2 separate regions of the Oryctolagus cuniculus genome follow, and region 2 is linked to region 1. A link is a contact called in public Hi-C data. All regions are on one chromosome and are shown on one strand. Each heading gives the region's core, a stretch centred on a gene start, on an enhancer-like site or on the middle of the called end of the contact. The rest is flanking DNA. Distances are from core to core; before and after follow the strand shown.

The links. A called contact is a pair of places that touch in the nucleus more often than the background predicts.
Region 2: a Hi-C map of liver shows a contact between it and region 1, with 5 times the contacts expected there. The contact joins the promoter of PLCL1 here to the promoter of LOC100351153 in region 1. A contact is called at or near these places in 6 of 6 Hi-C or Micro-C datasets (ear pinna, embryonic fibroblasts, liver and 3 more).

Annotation. Positions count from the first base shown.
Region 1 is chr3:42,082,021-42,084,760 of mOryCun1.1, reverse strand. LOC100351153 (large ribosomal subunit protein mL63) reads right to left here and starts at 1,374. Exons shown (of 4, transcript XM_008258886.3): 1 at 1,356-1,374; 2 at 1,185-1,353; 3 at 1,129-1,183; 4 at 1,061-1,126. The coding sequence starts at 1,374. The coding sequence ends at 1,061. The region is part of intron 5 of PLCL1 (phospholipase C like 1 (inactive)); the gene reads left to right.
Region 2 is chr3:42,478,751-42,481,490 of mOryCun1.1, reverse strand. PLCL1 (phospholipase C like 1 (inactive)) reads left to right here and starts at 1,318. Exons shown (of 6, transcript XM_002712372.5): 1 at 1,318-2,026. The coding sequence starts at 1,784.

The sequences.
Region 1 (2,740 bases), core at 125-2,624:
CCCCTACCATTGTTTTTATATTCCAGTTTCCTGAACATTTGGCTCATAGTGAGATTATTAAATATTCCCAAATTCTGCACCTACATTGATGACAAATACCAGAAATGAAAGTATCAGCATGAAGCTAGCAATTTATTCCTAGAGCAATCATGGGATTCTATCAGAGAATTTTTTTCTGTTACAAGCCATAGTGATCTGAAGCTGGCTTTCCTTCTTTGTATTTTTAAGTTCTATTGGATGATGTGTGTGATATATCATCTAATATGTCCTAATATAAAAGAAAACAATATGATGATGAAAGAACATCTCTTGGCCTGGGAAGCAGGCATTAGTAGTTACTTCCTTCACAATCATTTTCTGTATGAACCTGGGCAATATATTTATTTGGCTTTCTTGGTTCTTTTTTATCTGTAAAGTTATAAAAACTGCTTAGCTGTCCTTCAGATATTTCAAAAATTTTGAAAAATTGTTAAGCACTCTTATTTCTCAGGCCTAAATGATAGTTATTAAGTGACACTTTATTATAAGTTTTCTACTCCAAGCATTTCCTTGAGGTATAGATATTAAGGAAACAAAAGAAATTATAAATAGAGAAAAATGGGATGCAGGAGGCAATTTTGGTGCTGTGCCATATAGGCAGCCTCTTTCCAGAACACTCTGTCACACCATCTCTGTTTCTGTCTGTACGACTCCAGGATTGAAGACTCGGGGCAAGCATCAAAGGAACCTTCTTGTATTGTCTGTCTTTTTTTTTTTTTTTTTTTTTTTTTTTTTTTTTTTTTTTAGCAAAGACCCCCAAATCGGGTTTGCAGCTTTATTACAACTTTCAAAATACATTTTATCTTATCTGTGGCTCAGGAAATCCCAGGTATCTTCCTAGCAGACTGAAATGTGAACACAACTGGACAGTGCTTTGGGAGTTTAAGCCCCAGACAACGCATACCCGGCTCATTGTGCTCTGGTCCAAAGCCTCCTGCTTCTTCTCGGAGCTTTTCAGTCCCGGCACCACACAGACAGGACGGTCCGGTGATCCATCAAACCCAAGGGCGAAGGCTCAGGGTTAGGACCACTTCTTGGTGACACTGAGATGGTCGAGCTGGTCTGCAACGAACCTGTGCGGGGCGGGGTGGGGAACTTGGAGGTCCTGGCCACCTTCAAGGCCTCGAAGGCCTCGGCCCTGCGCTGCGGCTTGGCCGTACTCCTGCTCGGCGCTCATGGAGGGCATGCTCAGCCAGTAGTGGTTCTCGGCCTCGATCTCCAGCCGACGGATCATGTTATGCTTCGCAAACACGGACACCTGCGGTGGCCGCCAGTGCTTCCCGCTCCACTGCCGGCCCGGAATGCGATTGCGCGGAGCAGCGCGGTGAGGAACATGCTGCCTGCCGCGTTCTCCAGAACTCTGTATTGTGTTTCATTGACAGTAAGATACCAAGAAAGCAATGAAGATGCCTGCCCATCCTCCACATTGCACATTCGCAGAGTGCTGCACTGTCACTTTCTCAGCTCCTCTCCCCAGACCACAGTCCTCACAGCAGTACACTCTTTCCCTCAGCACTTCAGACAACTGGTGACTAGCTTTACCTGTATTTTTGTGATTAATTGACAGATGCCTCTGCATTCACTAGACTTAATTTCTTTGGGGACAATGATAGTGTCTTACTGTAAGTCTTACAACTTACTGTTGTATCCTAGGAAACCAGCCTGGGGGCATAGTGCAGGCATTTGCTGACTTTATTAGGGTTTCTGATGTGCCTCCTTGGTCATTTATACTTTTTTTAGATTTTATTTATATGTTTGAGTGGTACAATTATAGACAGAGAAAGGGAGAGACAGAGAAAAAGGTCTTCTATCCACTGGTTCACTCCCCAAATGGCTGCAACAGGTGGAGCTGAGCCTATGTGAAGCCAGGAGCCAGGAGCTTCTTCCAGGACTCCCATGCAGTTGCAGGGGCCCAAGCACTTGGGCCATCTTCTACTGATTTCCCAGGCCACAGCAGAGAGCTGGATAGAAAGAGGAGCAGCCGAGTCAGAAACTGGTGCCCATATGCGGTGCAGACACCACGGGCAGAGGCTTAGCCTACTGCACCACAGTGCCGGCCCCCATACAAATTATTTTACCTTAAATGACCATTTTCTTGTTTCTCTTTTGAACCATATTTTAAATAACATGTAAGTAGGTTATATTAGCTGTACATTTCATTTTTGAATAATAAAGGGAATCTTATAAAATATTTGTTCTAAAGTGCCTTGGTTTTGATGGGATTGAGAACCATAGCCTTGTATGTAGTGTGTAATAAATATTTATTTGATGAATACGTGAACAAAGTAGAACTTAAGAATCAGGTCTGCTTTTATAGATAAAGGAGACCACAATAGTTCCTAAAGCAAAGGGAGTATTTCTCAAGTCACATATACATGGATGAGAACAAGGTATTACAGGCACAACACATGGGAATTTCAGACTTTAAATTTAATACCTCTTTATTAAGTTCTGGAGAACTTCTTTTTAAGGGCATCTCAATGCAATAGGTAGGTTTGTTTTGCAGTTTTACAACTTTGATAATTGAGTTTTTTAAAAAATTTATTTATTTATTTGAAAGGCAAAGTTACAGAGTAAGAGATGAGGCGGGGAGAGAGTGAGAGAGAGATTCCATTTTCTGGTTCACTCCCCATGGCTGCGACAGCCAGGGCTGGGCCAGGCCGAAGCTAGCAGCCAGGAGTTTCTTTTTTTTTTTTAAAAA
Region 2 (2,740 bases), core at 69-2,568, 400 kb before region 1:
CAAAGTACATTCACTGCTGCGCTGCGTTTATGTTTAAACAAAAGGTAAAGTCCAACCTCCTTAGCCTCCCCTAGAAGTTGGCAAATGCCAAATCTGAAACTTTCCAACGGCCCAATCCAGTTCTGGCTGTTTACAACCCCAGAGGAGCCAGGTGGAGTGGTGAAGAGATCGCTGGAGGAGCTGGGAGGCAGATTCTAATTTCAGCTCTTGCAGTCACCTGTGGACAAGCTGGCTGGGGCTTTCTCTTCCATAAAATAAAAAGGCAGCTCGAGACGATCCTTAAATCATTAGGCATCTGTAAAAATCAGATATTTTAACAATGTTCGGATCTAAAAGGCTGAAGAATTTCTTACCCTCTTGGCCAGACTGAGAAACAAAGTCTTAACATACTAATAATTAAAATACATTTAACGTTATGTGAGGTTTAACATAGATTCTACTCTCAAAAACGCCTCTAAATTAAAACGCCAAGTCTTCCCTTCTGCCAGAGCGCCTTAGAGCCTTGCTTTGCACCTGAGCATTCTGTGGCTAATTTCAGCGGTTTAATGTGTCATGGGAGGATCTCTCTATTCTTGGGCACTAGCTTGCGGGAAGGGAGCAAAGTATGCTTATATAGGATTAGAGAGAGGAGGTTTCACCATCGTCAGATAGGGACGTTTTAAGACAGGGACTGAACCCCTCCCCGCCCCCCCGCACCTTCTATTTTTCTGACTTCCCTCTTATCTGTGCTTTTTAAAGTCGTTCTCCAGGTGGATTGAGTTAGCTCAGTTGCCTTATATCTTCCGTCTTTCTGACTCCCTTTCTTGGTCACATTTATTCACCCTGCGGAGTGAACTTTCACGGAACCTGAAGCAGAATAGGGAACTGCAGGGTCCCAGCAAACCGTAGCTTCTCTCTGCATGGGCTTGGCCTGTGGTGAACCCCTATCCAAACGAAGCTTCATTCGGGCACCCTGTGCGATTTGACATTGGTACGCCACACCCCGTTTCCTCCAAGCCGCCTTGTTTTCGCAGGGAAAGGTTTCCTTGTCCCCACCTCCCACCCCTCCCGGGTTTCGTTGCCTCTTCGAGGTCTGAACTTCCTAAAATACTGCGGGGCGCCTGCGGGGGCGCACAGGCGCGCGCGGCACCGAGGGCCCGAGCCGCGCGGGGCCGGCTCGCGGCAGCCGAGCGCGCCCCATTCTTGGCGCTGCGGCACACCCCTCCGCAGTGAGGATTGGTCGCGCCGGACCCCTCGGCGAGGCGAGGCTCCTGAGAGGCCCACACGCCTGCCAATCCCCACGGGCTGTCAAAACAAGTCTTCCTCCTTGTCACAACAGAGCGGAGTGGAGGCCGCCGCCGCGCTTCTTGGGGCCGCCGCGCCGCGGTCGGCGGGCAGGTGGCGGGTGCACCCGCCCGAGTCGCCGGGTTCCGGCCCTTCCAGGGCTGCGCGCGTCCCGGCTCCGGAGGCCGCCTGGCCGGGAGCCCGGTGCCTTTTGTCTGGCGCAGAGCGGGCGTTTGCATCACGTTTCGGATACATCCCTCCGCTTTCCTCCTCTCCAGCTCCTTCCCGCTCACATCTCCTCCCCACCCCCCGCTGCTGTGCCCCGCCGGACTGCTGGCCTCCGGGACCCCCGCCCGAGGACATCTCTCTGTCGTGCGATGGCTCCTCTCCGGAAAGTTGCTACCGCCGGCCGGTGAAACAAAGTCTGACGGGGCCGCCTCCCGGGGCAGGAGCGCACCCGTGCCCAGCCGCTGCTGCCGGGAGTGCCGTTCCTCCTCGGGGGCCCTAAACGAGACCGGCCATGGCCGAGGGCGCGGCCAGCAGGGAGGGTCTGGTGCCGCTGGACGTCGCTGGGAGCGAAGACGACCCCCGAGCGGGCCCGGACCCTGGCTCCGTGGACGCCGCGGCAGCCGCCGCTGGGGGCCGCCTGAGGGACCGTCGCAGCGGGGTCGCCCTGCCGGGCGCCGCGGGAGCCCCAGCGGACAGCGAGGCAGGACTTCTGGAGGCGGCACGGGCGACCCCCCGGCGCAGCAGCATCATCAAGGTAACGGGAGCCGACCAGCGCCTGGAGCGCCGGGCGCGCGGTGTGGGTGGTGGGCGGATCGGGTACTGGGCGGGATGTGTGATGTCCCGAGCCGGTGCAGGCTCTGCATTGTTTTCTCACGCCTCCTTCGCCGCCGAACCTTCCTTCCTCGTCCGGAGGTTCCCAGACTCCGCTCTTGGCCTTGAGAGTCAGCAGTGACTTTTATCCCCGGACAGCGGAGAAAAAGTTCCTCTCTGCGTCTTTGCGGTTTGATGGATGCTTTCGCGTATTTTCTCTGCAGGCTCCACTAAGCCGTGGAGAGAAGGAGGGCAGGGAGGACTCAGGATAAATGCAGACCCTCAGGATGGTTGTGTACTGCTCTCGGGCGAAGGGTTAGTGTTTCCTGCACAGTAAAGGAAACGCATAGCTTACTCTCTAGGGGGAAAAAAAATCCCCTCCAGACTCGAACGGTCCCGAAATCCCAAGGCGCGTGAACTTTGCCGGTATGCAGGTAGTTTTGGGCGGATACTGAGAGAGCCTAGTTTTTGCACTGCAGAAAGCACAACTGAAAAGCAGTCAAACCCCAGGCTTCGCCCTTGGTCGCTGCGGTTACCACCACATCCCCGGGAACACGCTTCCCCACCCCGGACCACCCCACAGGCTCGCTCGCTCGCCTTTGGCAGGCGATTTGTAAACCTCTGGCATCTCCTATGTCTGTCGGCCTTCCATCTGGGG